Linked DNA regions of Mus musculus: regions 2, 3 and 4 are each linked to region 1. The links are chromatin contacts, called in public promoter capture Hi-C maps. All regions are on one chromosome and are shown on one strand. Each heading gives the region's core, a stretch centred on a gene start, on an enhancer-like site or on the middle of the called end of the contact. The rest is flanking DNA. Distances are from core to core; before and after follow the strand shown.

Evidence for each region. Promoter capture Hi-C pulls out the DNA fragments that hold promoters and counts their contacts.
Region 2: a contact with region 1 is called in a promoter capture Hi-C map of pre-B cells. The contact joins the promoter of Nxt1 here to the promoter of Kif16bos in region 1. A contact is called at or near these places in 2 of 39 promoter capture datasets (cranial neural crest and pre-B cells) and 1 of 484 Hi-C or Micro-C datasets (CD4 T cells).
Region 3: a promoter capture Hi-C map of pre-B cells shows a contact between it and region 1, with 4 times the contacts expected there. The contact joins the promoter of Plcb4 here to the promoter of Kif16bos in region 1. A contact is called at or near these places in 1 of 39 promoter capture datasets (pre-B cells) and 2 of 484 Hi-C or Micro-C datasets (CD4 T cells and CD8 T cells).
Region 4: a promoter capture Hi-C map of pre-B cells shows a contact between it and region 1. The contact joins the promoter of Cst3 here to the promoter of Kif16bos in region 1. A contact is called at or near these places in 1 of 39 promoter capture datasets (pre-B cells) and 1 of 484 Hi-C or Micro-C datasets (CD4 T cells).

What each region holds. Positions count from the first base shown.
Region 1 is chr2:142,901,614-142,905,427 of GRCm38.p6, forward strand. Kif16bos (kinesin family member 16B, opposite strand) reads left to right here and starts at 1,352. Exons shown (of 2, transcript NR_131921.1): 1 at 1,352-1,628; 2 at 1,742-1,959.
Region 2 is chr2:148,670,376-148,674,474 of GRCm38.p6, forward strand. It overlaps Nxt1 (NTF2-related export protein 1), which reads left to right and starts at 2,240. Exons shown (of 2, transcript NM_019761.6): 1 at 2,240-2,460.
Region 3 is chr2:135,657,598-135,661,648 of GRCm38.p6, forward strand. It overlaps Plcb4 (phospholipase C, beta 4), which reads left to right and starts at 1,950. Exons shown (of 39, transcript NM_001355153.1): 1 at 1,950-2,133.
Region 4 is chr2:148,873,695-148,877,706 of GRCm38.p6, forward strand. It overlaps Cst3 (cystatin C), which reads right to left and starts at 1,818. Exons shown (of 3, transcript NM_009976.4): 1 at 1,459-1,818. The coding sequence starts at 1,683.

The DNA of each region.
Region 1 (3,814 bases), core at 102-2,601:
CGGGGCCCGGAAGTCTGGGCCCCGCCTCTTCGGTGGCCACGCCCCAGCGCAGCCCCACCTCGAAGTCAATGGCAACCGGCTGTGCTGTCTCTAACTCGGAAAGTCAAACCCAGTCAGGCCCAGGACGATCACTGCATTTAGAGCATTCTCAAGGAAACCGAGGAATGGACTACCGAAAACGAGCATTGCAACCAATAACATGGTCCTGACTTTATACGGCCCGTGCTCGTCAACTCATCTGTCTTGTTGAGAAGCGAAAGGTCGTGGAGAACTCTGAGGGACTGCTCTGTTTCTTCAAAGAGTTCTAAGCATGTGTTCTGAACCACAAAATTTAGGGTACCAAGAAAACAAAGGATCGAGGATTTTTTTAGGCAGATAGAAATGTCGTTATATTGGTTGGAATCATATCTAAAGGGAGTTTTTGCATTTTGGGGACAGTTTAGCAATTTAACTTTAGTCATTGGATCAAAAGTGAGGACACCCGCTTTCTTCTTTCTTTCTTTCTTTCTTCTTCTTCTTCTTCTTCTTCTTCTTCTTCTTCTTCTTCTTCTTCTTCTTCTTCTTCTTCTTCTTCTTCTTCTTCTTCTTCTCCTTCTCCTCCTCCTCCTCCTCCTCCTCCTCCTCCTCCTCCTCCTCCTCCTCCTCCTCCTTCTCCTCCTTCTCCTCCTTCTCCTTCTCCTTCTTCTTCTTATTCTTCCCTTTTTTTTTATGAGCTAAAGCCCCTGGCATCAGTGATTTCTTACCGGGCTATCTCCCTGTAAATTCATTCAGTTAACCCTATGCCTTCACCTGTAAGTCACCTGCTGGACACAAAAACTCCAGTATCAACTATCTTCCTCCTGCCCCAGTCAGGGTCGCTCAAAACTTACAGACCAGCCTTCCTCCTGGACCCTGATCTCCTGCCTTTGCACTTGCTGATGGAGTATAAAGCAAGCCTACTGACTTGCTCCTCCTCACCCTCGAGGTCTCTAACGACCACAATGGAACATTCTGTCCTCAAGACCAGCATATCCCCGCTATTATTTCACTCCCGGGCAGATGACTTCGGTTCAAATGGTCTCTAGAAAGCTTAGATGTGATGCTGCTTAAGTCCCTGAGGGGAGCCGAAAAAGTCTCCCGGGTTTTTGGCTCGAACTCCAATACTAGCTTTGAGTCTTCCAGTCTGCCTCGCCTGCTAAACTGGAACTCCAAGGGTTTAATAATAGACTAAGTGAAATAATACGACGGCCAATGTGTGGTCCACTAGTACCAGGAGTCCTCATCTCAGCTTTCCTAGAACCCTTCAAGGTAGGGTAGAATCAGAACGTCCCCTTTGTTCGGAGTCCTACAAAGCCTGGACTAAGGCGCTTACAAGTTTAGAAATGGGCGCAGAGTCAGCCAATCAAGGGCGGGAAAACTCGGAGGGTTGAAAATGGGGCGCATGCGCAATAGCAGAAGCAGCGGGCGGGTCCAGGCACAGCCGCCAGCCAGGCTGCACCCGGCTGTGGCAGCCACGGGCAGGGGCGGAGCCCGCCGTATATGGGAGCTGCTTGGGGACAAACTGTGTAGGGTGCGCTCTCGGGCGGGCAGGGCTTCAACACCCTACCAGCTGTAGAGTCGCTGAGAGCAACCAAGACAACCAAGAACAGGTGTGCGAATTCTGCACTCAACTGCAAATCACTTGTTAATGTGAGTTCCTGTTCCTGGAGGTTTTGCTTGTCCAGTTTGGGCTTATGCAGGCCATTCTATCCATAATTTCCAGCAGCCTACACGTGTACATAATCCTCTGATTCCAACACCACCTTGCGATTTGACACAACCGACAAAGTGCTGCGGCCCACGGAACACGAACAGCAAGCCTGCGGATTTTAAACTAGAAGCAGCGAGGTTTCTCGCCAGAGAAATGACTGAACAGCCACCCCTTGATTAATTTACTCTCTGCACCAAGAAAAATGAATAAACAGGAAGGTTTTTAAGGGCTTGCTCATCTTCTCAAATTCCAATGAATCTCTGGTACCCCTTTCATTTGTTTCTGTCTTTAGAAATTTTAGACTTTTTAAAGTCTTCCAGGACTTAACCTGCACAGAAGCTTCCTCCGGAAGTCAAGTGTGAGGCTCCCCGCGTGAGGCTCCCCATTGACTAACTGCTAAGCACAGCATCAGTTTGGTAAGGACAACTGCCAGGAGAACTGTTACTCAGAAGAATCACCAAATAAAGTCTCTTAAAGCTCCTGAACGTGTATGGGGGGGGGGGGATTACCTCTATATAGTCTCCTCTAATTAAAATAAAATGTGCAGCTGTAGTAACATCTGAAATTTTGATGATACTGGAAATCACAGATATTTAGGGACTGTTGCAGCTCTCTCAGATTGTTCTTCCTTTTTTATTTTGACTTTGAAATTAGGCCAGTTGTGAAGCTGATACTATAACTTGTTATTTAACAAAAGGACACATAACTTCATTATATTTATTTTCTATACTGTGGTTCTTGTTCAGAAACATTGGTTTTTGTTTTGGATCTCATATCGTTTACATGATGGATGTAAAACAGTTATTCTGGGGCTGGAGCGATGACTCTTGCCAGTTAAGAGCACTTGATGCTTTTGCAGAGGATGGGGACTCCGTTCTCCGCTCCTACATCGGGCAGTTTACAACCATCTGTAACTCTAGGTGATCGAATGTTCTTTCCCAGCCTCTGCCAGCACAGGTGCACACTACACACACACATTCAAAAGTAAGTCAGGCATGAATATGTAAAGGCGTGTGTGTGTGTGTGTGTGTGTGTGTGTGTGTAGGCAGGAGGTGACTGTTTTGCAGTAACATTCTGAACTTCATTTATTGTTGAATTTCTTGCTGGTCCTTTTTTTTTAAGATTTATTTATTATTATAATAATACACTGTAGCTATCTTCAAATGCACCAGATCTCATTATGGGTGGTTGTGAGCCACCATGGGGTTGCTGGGATTTGAATTCAGGACCTTCAGAAGGGCAGTCAGTGCTCTTACCCACTGAGCCATCTCGCCAGCCCCTTCTTGCTGGTTCTTAAGCGACCTTATCATTTCCAAATAGGTATTGGTGATTTACAGTCCCTAAGTCTTAACAACTTCAGTACAAAGTGAGAAAACCCAAAACACTATGTTGATTTCACTTCAAAGCATTTAAATCATCTGGGAAAAGCCTCATCAGAAGGAAAATACTATGGACCCATTAGCTATACTTTATTCTTTTTCTAGACTCTAGAGAGTAAAATTGACTTACTCTTTCACAAATAGGACATTTTTACAACTTTGATAAACATATTTAAATTGGGTCTTAAGACATAACTGACATCTCATAAACACCTTTATGTAATAAGTGATACATAAGTACTATAAGCATTATTCACACGGTAGGTATGCTTTTGTTGTTGTTGTTGTTGTTGTTTTGGGTTTTTTGTTTTGTTTTGGTTTTTGAGACAGGGCTTCTCTGTGTAGCCCTGGCTGTCCTGGAACTCACTCTGTAGACCAGGCTGGCCTCGAACTCAGAAATCTGCCTGCCTCAGCCTCCCAAGTGCTGGGATTAAAGGCATGTGCCACCACTGCCCGGCCACAAAAGTATGCTTAATATCTCCTTTGAGGGATGTCTTACAGGAGAAGCTGAAGTTGAATTTAGTTGAGTTGTTCTGGTTAGATTAAAAAAAAAAAAAAAAAAAAAAAAACCTTAAATTTAAACATAGCTTAGGAGTAAAAGAAAACTTTTATCAGACTGGCCTGTGGGCAAGTCTGTGGGGCATTTTCTTGACTAATATGGACAGACTCAGCCCACTGTGGAGTCACCCGGGATAGGTAGTCCTTC
Region 2 (4,099 bases), core at 990-3,489, 5.8 Mb after region 1:
TTAAGATCTATAAATCAGGCCCAACTCTGTGTGTGGACCAGATGGTGTCCTTCTTCCTCCTGGTCTGGCTCCATGTAGCAAATGGGAACACCGCTCCACAGCTGCTTAGGCCAGGATCATTTACCAAAACTGCTCATGTGATTGGGTAACAAATCCCACCGATCTGTCATATGGTTGTTCCAAATGTAAAAGCCAATCATTTCCTTAGGACTGTTGGCAAATGAAGTTACTGTGTACATAAAGTATAAAACATAATTCAGTTCTATTTCTGGATGCTAATTTGGACAGAGACCCATGTGAAGCTCTTCCCAAGAATATTATTAGTGTTCGTGCTTTACAGAGGAGGCAGCTGGTTACCAGGTAGGCAAACTCACATCACAATCACACTGATGATACCCAAAAGACACAGTGCTGAAGCTGCAAGTAACTATGTGTATGCCCAGCTTTCAACACTGACTCTAGAAACTGCCAAGTCCAAAATTGAAGAGTGGGCAAAGATTTTGCTTAGCATGCTGAGCAGGCCTTGTGTTCAACCACCATTACACAGACACTCACACATACACTGAAGGTGACAGTCCTAACACTCACTGACGGTCTGGACATGAGATATTATTTATGTCAAGTTGACAAGGGATGGATTGTAGTGGTTATTCCTGGTTGTCAGTTTGGCTATATCTGGAATGAACTACAATCCAGAATTGGAGGACACACCTGTGATCCAGATCTTGAGGCTGGAAGACACAAGTTTCTAACCTGCATCTTGGCATGGAGATTTTGGGGCATAGTGGCCATGAAAAGTTTAGGCTAAACAAGGTAGTACACACCTTTAATGCCAGGAGATTGAGGCAAGGAGAACCCTGACTAATATGGGGGTGGTGGAATGGTGGAGGAGGGGGAGGGGGAGGGGAGAGAAAGAGAGAGAGAGGGGAGGGGAAGGGGAGAGAAAGAGGGAGAGGGGGGAGGGGTGGAGGAGAGGAAGGGGAGAGGGAGAGAGAGAGAGAGAGAGAGAGAGAGAGAGAGAGAGAGATTCTATCCTCTAGAGAACCTTGACGAATACGCTCAACTGTGTCAGTGGCCAGTCCTTTAGAATCAGAGGCATCTCTAATCTCCCAAATTCAAGGGCTACTGAAAGAATAAAGGTCAAGTTCTCCCTCAGGAAAAGTCCTGGGACCTACCACTACTTTATCCCCAGGTTTACTACATATTTTTGTGTAACTACTGCTCCAAAGGCACTTATTCATCCTTGAAACTCAGACTCCAACTTAATTCTTTCAATAATGAAAACTTTTCACTCACTTAACTCCAGTGGGAAGTGACCTATATTGAACAGCCATTCTCGTTTCTTAAATCTAAAAACAAATGTTCCCTTAGTAACATGAGCAAAAGGAGCCGAGAGGTTGGTAACAAAATACAGATTAAAGTACTTAATTGAACAAAGCCACTTACAAACAGCTCTCCTAGCCGGGCAGATGAAGCAAAGAATCAGGTCTCAGCAAAGTTAGCTCTTTGGGTTTTGATACACGAAGCAGTTTCCCAATTTCCCACGCGAAATGGCTCCATTTCTATGCTAGGTATCTAGACAGCTCCAGATTAAAACAAATTCAGTGTCTTAAATGAGGTGGTACTGCGCCGCAGCTGGAGCCAGCAGGAAACTCAATTTGCACTGCATAGAAAGTCAACTACCATTGTCCCCTTGCCCGCCTCTTCGACCTCAGTTCTCACTAGACTAAAATTTGTTCTCTTATAAGTTCATCTGCTTGTCAACTCTAAGTAGCTTCACCTTAGGAAGGGTGCGCTCAGCTAAGATATTTGACCATATTTGACCACAAGGACTTCCACAGACTCTCAGATTTAGCCTTCCACCGGGTTCCTACACTACGGGTGTCTATGTGCTGGGTTCAGTCCAGAGCCTTATTGAAGCCATGCTGTTGTCTCCCTAGTTAGCATCAACCAGTGAAGCTCCACGTTGAAGCTTCACGAGTCTCCACAAGATATCATCCCAACACACACAGAAGAAGGGAGCCAGATCTAGCAAAGACAGATATCTCTTATTAACCAAGCCTTCCACAGCTAAGCGCGTTGACTCCACCCTCTCCACAACATCCAATCAGAGCTCCCTCAACCGGATCTTCTAGGATAGTGCCTAACCCGGAACCTACACTGTCTTTGCCGCCACACCTGGGCGGAGCCAAGTTTTCTACTGGCTCGCGTAGCTGCCCGTCGCGGGGAGGCGGGAGTCGACGGGAACCGGGATGCTAGCGCCTGCGCACATTGCAGCTTGCGGCGCGCGGGAAGCCACTACCGGCGCTTAACCGTTCCTCGCCTCCTGGACGTCGGCTTCTCAGGCGGAGCCTCTGGGAGGAAGAGGAGAACAGGAGAGAAACTCTTCTGGCCCGGGACCGCGACCGGGGCGGAACCCGGGACCGAGTCGCCTTGGCGGCGCTGACCGAGATCGAGCAGGTAAGTGAGCGCTCCTGCCTGGCCGTCTGGCAACGCCGCGGCACCAGGGACCTCTTCCCTTTTCTTAGGCTCAATAAGACATGGATGTTGTCCTTTCCTCCACGTGGTGTCTCTGCAACCTGGCATCAGGCTTTTTTATGTGCAGAACCGTGGCGGTGAGTTTGCCATACCCGGAGGAGAGCAGCAGTTTGGGGCCGGGGGATGTAAGAAGCGACTCCCAGCTGGAAATGAGGCCCGGGGCACGGCTGCCGTTTCTGAGGTCCAACTCCAGGAAACTACAGTATGAACCATGGGAGTGGAGCATCTTTCTGACTCTCACTCTACTATGTTTCGGTCGTACTGCTCTCTCCTTAAGAGAGAAAGATGACCGGGTTCTGTGGGTAGCTGAGGACCAGAAATAGGGGTGATCATCTTTGGGGGCGTGACCAATGTTAGGGCGAAGCATTGTGGCCTAAAGAAGTGGGGATGAGGTGGTTGGACAGAGAAATATGGTTACCTTGGAGAACATTGTTAAGCCAGCATCCCTAGAGCTGTTTTCATATAGAACTGCTTTCAAAAAAATCCTGGAACTTAGTAAGCATAGCTCTGACTCCCTTGCTTCCGTAGAATGAAGCAAGTAAGTTTGTAACTCTTTTTGTAAAGTTGTTACAGTGACTTGTGCAATGATGATTGAGGGAATGTACCTAAACTACTAAGCAAACAGCACTTCAGATTGATTGTTGAGTCGGAGGACCTTGGTGAGAGAGTGGCAAGAGCAGTATCAAGCTGGCTCCGAATTCATCTATAGGGCCAGCTTCCTCCTTGCTCTGTGTGGAATCCATCGTTCATAAACTGATAAGCTTAAAAAAATGAAACCGGGCATGGTGGCGCACGCCTTGAATCCCAGCACTTGGGAGGCAGAGGCAGGCGGATTTCTGAGTTCGAGGCCAGCCTGGTCTACAAAGTGAGTTCCGGGACAGCCAGGGCTACACAGAGAAACCCTGTCTCGAAAAACCAAAAAAAAAAAAATGTTGGCCCAGGCATGGTCGTGCACACCTTTATTCCCAGCACAAAAGGCAGAGGCGGATGTCATGAGTTCAAAGCCAGTGTGGTCTACATAGAAGTGGCAGAAATACATAGAGAGAACGTGTCTCAATAAAATAATAAAGGCTCTTGAAATGAAAAAGCATGTGTTCACAGCTTAAAGTTTTAAGCTTACTCTGTAGAGACCCTGTTTCTGGAAATTGGCAAATAATATAAATTACTTGTGTCCTATTTTCAGTAATATTGATCAGTACTAGGTTCTTTTAAGTGGAAATAGTTAACCATAGAAAAAATTAGCAGCCATTCCTGTTGTAAAAAGAAAAGCCATGCTGCTTATGTGATGGAACTTTAATGTTTTAAGGAACTGTGATCTTCCGGAATCTCCCTGAGACTGTTTGAATGCTAGAGCCTTTCTGCTATGGTGTCATGGCCCTGCTGGTCTTAAATGGTGGCCATTAATGCTGAAGACATAAATTCTAGTTAGTCTTGGGTTTACTTGTTATGGGCATTGTAACCACTGTCCTCCACTCTCCTGAGAAATATGCCATTCCCTGCATCTTCTGGGTCCTTGTTGGATTATTTCATGGTAGTCTTTTCCCATACAGGCACCTGCTCT
Region 3 (4,051 bases), core at 700-3,199, 7.2 Mb before region 1:
ATTATGTACTAAGTTCTACTGCTAAGAACTGTCAGTCACATAAGTGATAGCTTCTAGCTCCCCTTTCTGGGGATAATATTTGAGGCACATAAGACATACAAGAGAAGGCCTGAAGGACTGGTTTGAGTTTAGCTATACTATTTATTGGCTGCTCAACCTGGGGCAAATTCCTTACCCTTTCTGAGCCACAGCTTTCTCACATGCAGGGAAAGCAGGCCTAAAATACTACCCCAAGCCCTCAGCTTACAAGCAGCAATATCAGAATGAGTTGTTAGAGATGGAGAACATATGATTTTACTTCTGTCTTGTCTAATGAAAATCTGCATTTTAAAAAGCCTTTCAGGCAGTTCATGTGCCCGGTTTGCGGCACTCTCAAAAGCAGTCTTAACACACTGGCATGAAGACCCTGACCAGTGCAGTATCAGCTTTCTCTGGCATCTTTATTCTCTTTTTAACCTTGGTGGAAAAGCTGATCTGGCTTAGTGAATGTTTCTGTAGGTTTTGTCACAGACAGGCAGGCAGACACTGCAGAAAAACCTTTTTCAAGGCTAACTTAAATCTGAAGCTTTGTGTTTGGCTAGAGAGTGGTCAGTAGCTCTCAGTCCATCTCCCTTAAATTGGTAAATTATTTTTTTCTTTCTCGTTTTGAGACAGGGTTCAGGTTGGTCTTGAACCGACTGTATAGTTTAGGCTGCTCTGTAAACTAACTGGGATTACAGGCATGTACCATCACACATCACACTAGTTGATCAACTTTTGGTGGTTATTTTCTTTCTATCCATGCTGAAACGGCCAGAATGAACGAAGGGTGCGACACTTTGGGGTTTTCAACTGCTGTATCCACGGTGCCTGGACTGTTCCTTTGTGCCTACACTTCTGCCCTCTTCTCCATTTTTTTTTTAAGCTAACCTCTAAACCGACCCCTTTCCTCTTGACCCGCCAGCCCAGTTCAGGCAGCTGAGCATGCCCAGTTCAGCCGCCAGCATGGGCCCCAGTCCCCAGTGCGCAGGTGCCACGTCTCCGGGTTTTGGTGGCCGCCGCCAGGCAGGAGAGGGAGGAAGCCGAGTGGCCTCGGTAGGAGGAAGCCCTCGGGGAGTTCCGGAGCGGCTCCAGTGTAGGGTCTCCACAAAGGGTGACGCTGGATGCACATGGCCAGGCCGCCTCAGCAGGACTTCGGGCACCCGGGTGTCGGTTCAAAGGACAAGGAGAGCTGGCCACAGCGATCCCCAGCATCCCTGGAACCGAAGTCTGGGGGGGGGGGGTGGAGTGGGGTGCACGTCTCAGGATCACTTGGGGGAAGACTTTGGAAATCACTTTCTGGCTCAGTGTGAGCCCGTTGTAGTACTTCCTCCGGCAGATTGTTTTTCGGGCTGAATGAATAAAATCCCTGTCTCACAGTGCCTGCTGCAGTGTACAAGCTCTCCGTGTTTGTTCAATGTAACATAGACGAAAGCGCAGTTCCCGCTCCCCGCTCCCGGTTCTGGCTGGCTCGCACCCCCTCCTCCCGGGCCGGGCACCCGCTGAGTCCGTGGCCAGCGGCGCGTGGTGTCCCGCTGCTGGCTCAGCTCAGTCCCCACGGGCGCGCGCCCAGACCCTGCACCGGGAAGGCGGCGGCGGCGACCCCGGGACAGCCAACCCCCACCCCGGCCGGCCCGCGCGGCCCCGGTCCACCCCCAGCCCCGCCGGGCGCCGCACTGGGCATGCTCCGTAGCCCGGCAGGTTGGGGCTGCGAGGCGACGGCTTGGGCTCCAGAGGCAGCGTCGCGGCCGGGAGTAGGGGCGGCGGGCCCGGGGCCGCACGGGGCCCGGCTCGGCGGGAGCGGCGGGCGGGCGGCGCCCTGGGCAGCGGGCGGCCGAGGTGAGCGCAGCGGGGAGGCGCTGGCCGGTGGGGGGCGGAGGCGGCGGAGGGCGGGGCGGCGCCGGAGGGGCTCGGCGGCCGCGGCGGCGGGGAGGGGGTGGCGGCGCGCGAGCGGCTCAGGAGCCGCGCCGCAAACAGGCTCTCACACGCGCGCACACACACACACACACACACACACACACACACAGACACTCACACGCGCGCGCGCGAACACAGCGGGGCTCCCGGAGGCGGCGGTGGCCGCATCCCCGGCAGCGACTCGCCTGGAAGTGACAGGTAGGAGAAGGCGCTTTGGGTCCCGCCCGGGGATGCTCCCGCCGCTCCCAGCCCGCCGGGCTACTCGGCTTCCCGCGGGTGCGTCCCGGACGCGCGCGCGCGCCCCCGGTTGCCCTGCCGGGGACCCGGTGCAGGTGCGGGGTGCGAGGCGTCCTGCGCGGGAGGCAGGGGACCCCGCCGCCACCCGCCTCTCCGGCAATCATCTGCTACTGGGTTTCCTCTGCCTACCCGGACGTTCACCCTCTTCTGCGCTAGAAATAGCTCGGCTCGACGTGTATATGATTATTTTGGTTGGAAATAGTTGGCACTGTGCAACGCATGTAAATGTGTGTGCGTGTGCATCTTCAGCGTCTTCTGGGGACAGCTTACGAATGATAGACCGTTTCCAGTTGACACTGACAGGCTAAGCGCTCCTTCAGGACAGTATCTGGGCCTCCTAAAAGCATGTAAAAGAACATTGCTTTATTTTCAGAAGTTTAAAGTTGTTTTTTCTTAGTCAATTAGAAATTGTCTATATTGTACAATTTTTGAGTTTAGACTCAGTAAACTACTGAATCTAAGTGTGAAAACACAGAATTTTCCAATTGAACAACTCTAGAGTTATAAAGCCAGCATTTCTAGAAAGGCAAATGTCTTATATTCCACAAATATGCATGCATTTGAGATATGACTTTAAAAAAATAACCCTAAACTTCTATAGTGCTTCTTCCTATTTCTCTAAAGCAAGGGGCTTGAGATTTAATTTGGGGCAAAACATTCATGGACAGTCGCCATCTTTTGAAGTAGAAGTGGGATGCATAGTGGTCCATAAATTTAAATTATCCATTGGTGGAGATAATGTGTTGAATAAACATGGCTAGCAGTAAAGTCCATGCACAGGCAGGTGTATAATGCTTTGAAAAAAATTGAATTTCTCTTTTAAGGAAAAATCAGACCATAAAATAAAGATGACCAGGAAGAGCAACCAGTGACTTTTTACCTGGGTGGACTCCCAGGATCTCAGAAAGTGAAGAACTACTCTTTAGGGTAGGAAGATGTGTGTGTGTGTGTGTGTGTGTGTGTAAAATTTCAACTTAATCCTTTTAGTATTTTTAAGACTGATGTTTTTAAAGATGTGTTTGAACTGAGAACCGAATATTTTGAACCCTTCAAACTTTAATATCCTAAGTTGCAGAGTGATACAGAGGATGAGAAATTCCTCTCACTAGGATTTTGTGGTGTAATCCCTGACTGACTGTGTTATGTAATCTCGAATTTTTCCCCCACAGAACAGTCTTGCATAGTTTTCAACTGGTGTATTGATCTATTATATCATCTATTTTTTTTTTTTACACTGTAGACATTTAATACATGACTGGTGTCTTGGGGAGAACCTCGTGTAAGAAAAAATTACTTTTAAAATGGAATTTCACTTTCTGAGCGTTTTTATGTTGGTGAAACTGGTTTGACAGAAGGAGTGCATCTTCACATGTAACAGTGTGCTGCAGAGGGCTGAGTGTTGGCCTCCCAAGTGTGCTCTGCTCCCCTGCCCCCTCCCCGCTTTTATTACTCAGCCATCAGAACTTAGTTTTGATTTAGCTTTGATGATATCACTACCAGCTCTGAATTAATCGCTGTGGAAATGCTGTTTTACAAGTAACTGTCAAAACAGAATTTCAAAAGACTCCATTTGATCACAGAGAGCACATTTACATCTGTTGGAATAATTCTACTTTTACTTTACAAATGCACACCCACGCAGGAGGGCTTTGTGCTGAAATATTCTCTTTTCCGAGCTTTATATTTGTATCTTTTAAAATGTGAATGATGTTAAAACTTACATGCCTCGGAATCCAGGCTTCGTGCTTACTTTCATAGCTGATAGGGAAATATGGGAATTAAAAAAAAAAAAGAAAGGAAAAACCCTTAAAGCTTTCAA
Region 4 (4,012 bases), core at 568-3,067, 6.0 Mb after region 1:
CTGATTTTCCTACTAGTTAAAGGAGACCTGCAGACCAAAGAACCTACAACTCCTTATACTTTGCTCCATCTGTTGCCACAATTAAGAGGTGCACTGGCCCTCAAGGTCCAAGGCAGCTGGGAAGTGGAGTTTTCTCAAGGTTGATCCCAGCAGCAGGAGAAAAAAATGGAGCAGGATTTAACTCGTTTGTATTTTCAAGAGAAGGTAGAAATGAGCTCTACACACTGGCATACAACTCTTTGTCGTCTAAAACCTGGGCTTCCTTTGGGTCAACTTTGGGGCTTTAGCAGCTCCTGCAGCTAGCTCCTCTGTCAGAGTCTAAGTCTAAGGTAGTCTGTCCATCTACTCAGTGGGTGGAGGGTGATTAGAGCTATCTTGGGGGGTAATTAGCAAAACCCCTGAGGGATATCCCGAGGATATTCCAGGGCCACAAGAAGAGGGAAGCAAGGCTTCTTAGAACAACTAGACAGCACCTTCTGAGAAGACACAAGGGGACCTGCCTGGTGACCTGCACCAACATGACAGCCAAGAAACTCAGACACCAATCTACACAGTTATGTGTCCCTTAAGGATAGAGGCTCCTTCTGAGAAATGTGCCCTGGCCACACTGTGTACAAGCTAATACGGCTGCAGCATCAAGGGGTTGTTTAGCTTTGAGGTTCACCCATCACAAACCGAGTCATGGCTGAAGGGAGCCTGACTGTGTGGTACAGGACTGATCACCACAGCTGTCTGGACCATTCTACAGTGCTACCAAAACAGCAAGGCAGCACAGGCAGTGCTCAGAGAAAAAGACAGGCTGCCAGACTGGATAGAAATGGCCCTTGCTAGCAGAGTCCATAGTGGAGACCAGCAAACTGAGACTTTGAGTGAAGGACCTGAGTGTTCGTGGGTTCCCAATTTTCCAAATGGAATCTTGGGTATGTAGAGAATGCCCTTGTTTTCCGGAAGTGTTGACTCTGAAAGTATACACAAAAATAAGTGACTATAAACACACACCCACGTACACGTGCTCCTGAGTAGAGCAAGGAGATTGGAACATGGCCAAGTGTTTACTGGAAGGATGGGGTGAAATCTGCCGTCTGTCAGAATGAGTTTCAAGTAGCGCGATTAAGTGAAGCCAGATCATTAGCAGTTGACATTGACCCCAGGCGGCTAAGGGAGGTGAGCTCCGCCCAGGGAGCGTTTGACCTACATCCTTAGTACCTTCTCTGGGTGGCCTTTTGGAAACAGAGCTAGGAGGCCCACCCGCTGGGCTCTTCTGAGTTCCAGAATAAACAAAAGATGAATGTTAACACAATGAGTAGACCAGAGAAGAAAGGAAGAGAGAGGACCGCTCCCATAAGAAGCAAAGGTGTTGATTAACAACTGCAGATGCAAACCGCGCCCTAGCTAGGGGTGCCTGGGTGGGAGCGGCCTGGAGACGTCGGGAGAGCAGGGGACAGCAGGGACACGTACCTGCTTACGAGCTCTCACCACCTGTATGGCGCGGCTGTGGTACGCATCGTTGCTGCCCTTGTTGTACTCGCTCACAGCGAAGTCCAACGCTCGCCGCACGCCTTCCTCATTGGCATCTGCCTCCTCCGGGGCTCCCAACATTCGCGGGCCTTGTTTTGGGGTCGCCGCCCAGGCCACGGCCAGGACGGCCAGCAGGAACAGCAAGGAGCGCAGCGGGCTGGCCATGGTTGGCTAGGACAAAGGGATAAAGCTCCAACAAGACTCTGAGTTGGTGCAGAACAGACGCTGCTACTCCGTGCGACTTTTACCCAAATGCGAGCGTTAGGGACCCGCCCGCCTCTCCTGGCTCCTCCTTTTCCGGCGGCCACCCTCCCTTTTCCGTCTGCCCCCTAGCGGGCCCCGCCTCCTCTTCCGAACGGCCCCGCCCTCCCTCTGCTTCAGTCAGCTGCTAGTCTGTTCTTGCCTTGTAGGTCAGATACCTCTTAAAGAGCTGCCAGATTCCCATTCCCTGCTGAGCCTCCCCTCCCCCATCCCTGCCCCGCCTCTCCCTTCCTTCTTCACTCTTAGCTTTCTGTTCTTACCAGTTCCTCTTCTGTGCCCTTTTCCACAGCTTCCCCTTTTACTCCAAGTTCCCTGTTTCATGAAGTGTGGTTTCACCAGAGAAGTTGGTCATTGCTCTCTGGACCCTAAAATGCCAGTGACATCTGAACCCTGTTTCTCCAGAAAGGAAAAGGGCAACGAGTCTTTAATTTCCTGCATCTTCAAAGTTCAGCCTCGATCACTTGATGGAGAGCAGGGTCACTATGTGGGAATGCTCGGAGCAGGGCTATTATTTCATTTTCCTGAAGGCCCTGTCCTAAGATACTTGTCAAAGGAAAATAAATTGATCTTGGGGGAGTGGGGAAGTGTGCAGCATTCTGTGTAACTACTCATTATCCTTAAAGAAACCATCCTAGGCTTCTTCCTAGACCAGGCCACTCTAGGGCCTGGAGATACCACAGGAGGCCAAGCCCCGAATGGATATTGTAACAGGCTGCCCAGTATATCCATCTAAGATGAACCCATGTGTCTTTTATGCTTCCTAGTAGACAGGTTAAAAACTACGGTATGAGGCTGGGTATGATGGCGCATGTATTTAATTCCAGTACATGGAAGGCAGAAGTAGGTAGATCTGTGTTCAAGACCAGCTTGGTCTACATCTCTGGTTCCAGGCCAGCAAGGGCTACACAGTGAAATCTTAGAAGAAAAAGAAGAAGGAGGAGGAGGGGGAGGGGGAGAGGGAGAGGGAGGGGGAGAGGGAGAGGGAGGGAGAGAGGGAGAGGGAGAGGGAGAGGGAGAGGGAGAGGGAGAGGGGGAGGGGGAGGAGGTGGAGGAGGAGGTGGAGGAGGAGGAGGAGGAGGAGGAGGAGGAGGAGGAGGAGGAGGAGGAGGAGGAGAAGACAGGGCTACACAGTGAGACCCTCTTGTTAAAAAACAAACAGACAAATCAGTGATAACAAAACCCAAATATTGAAGTCTTTAATACGTTTTATTTAACCTATCAAATGTAATTTCAATATATAATAATAACTCTTAAGGAAACAGATTATATTCCTTAATGTGTATAGTAATCCTTTAGAGTCTGTGTATATTTGTAACATTTAGGACCAATGTTCACTCAGTCTGACCCCCCTTTCCACATCTGCTAACTGCTGATGCTGGTGGCTATAGTACTGCATAAGGTTTAAGCTTTAAAGTTTAAGGTTTGTGCTAGTGGTAGTATGGGAGGTGATCAATAATTAAGATCAGATGATTATAATGCTCTGTAGAAAGTGAGATAGGGGGAGCAAGAGATGGGTGCCAGTAGATATTAGTTGAAAGATCCCTTTGGGATTCAAACAGTCGAGGAGTTCCACCTAGACCAGGGAGATAGCACCAGTCAGAGGGAATGACCCCTGCTTAGGTGATGAGGTCCAACAGGGCTTTTCTGTTTAGAAACAAGGAACACTGGCAAGGGGTAAGTTTACATAAGCAGGGAAGGGGTAGGGCCAGGACTCTAACTCTGGCAGCTGTGTGGATGCTAGAGGAAGGCTGGGGCTTGAGGGCTATGGGACAAGCTAGTGAGAGGGCAGGCAGCTGAGGATGAACATTCAAGCACAAGGTCTATTCGAGCTGCTCCCCTAAGGGAGCCTCACTGTGGGTCTGTGATTTCCCTCTGATTGGAAGGTTACATAGTTTCCACTGACTTACCAGGAGTGAGGTATTGTTAACATATGACTTATTTTATGTGTATAAAATAATTTCAATGAGTGCACACAAATTCAGCACATGTGGCTGACCTTGTAAAGTTCCCTGGTGCCTTTTTGGTCCGTGTTGGTGCCCACTGGACCCTTGCCAGTCCATCTGTCCCTGGAGGCTCATTTTTCTGTCTATTCTTGGACTTCCTGTAAACATGTAGTGAGAGCAGTGTCTGGCCCTCTGGGGCAGAAGCACCATGAGGTTCCTTTGCACTGTTTCCTTAACCAGATTCTTAGTTCCCTTTCTCTTCAGGTAGAATATATGTTCAAGTGGATACT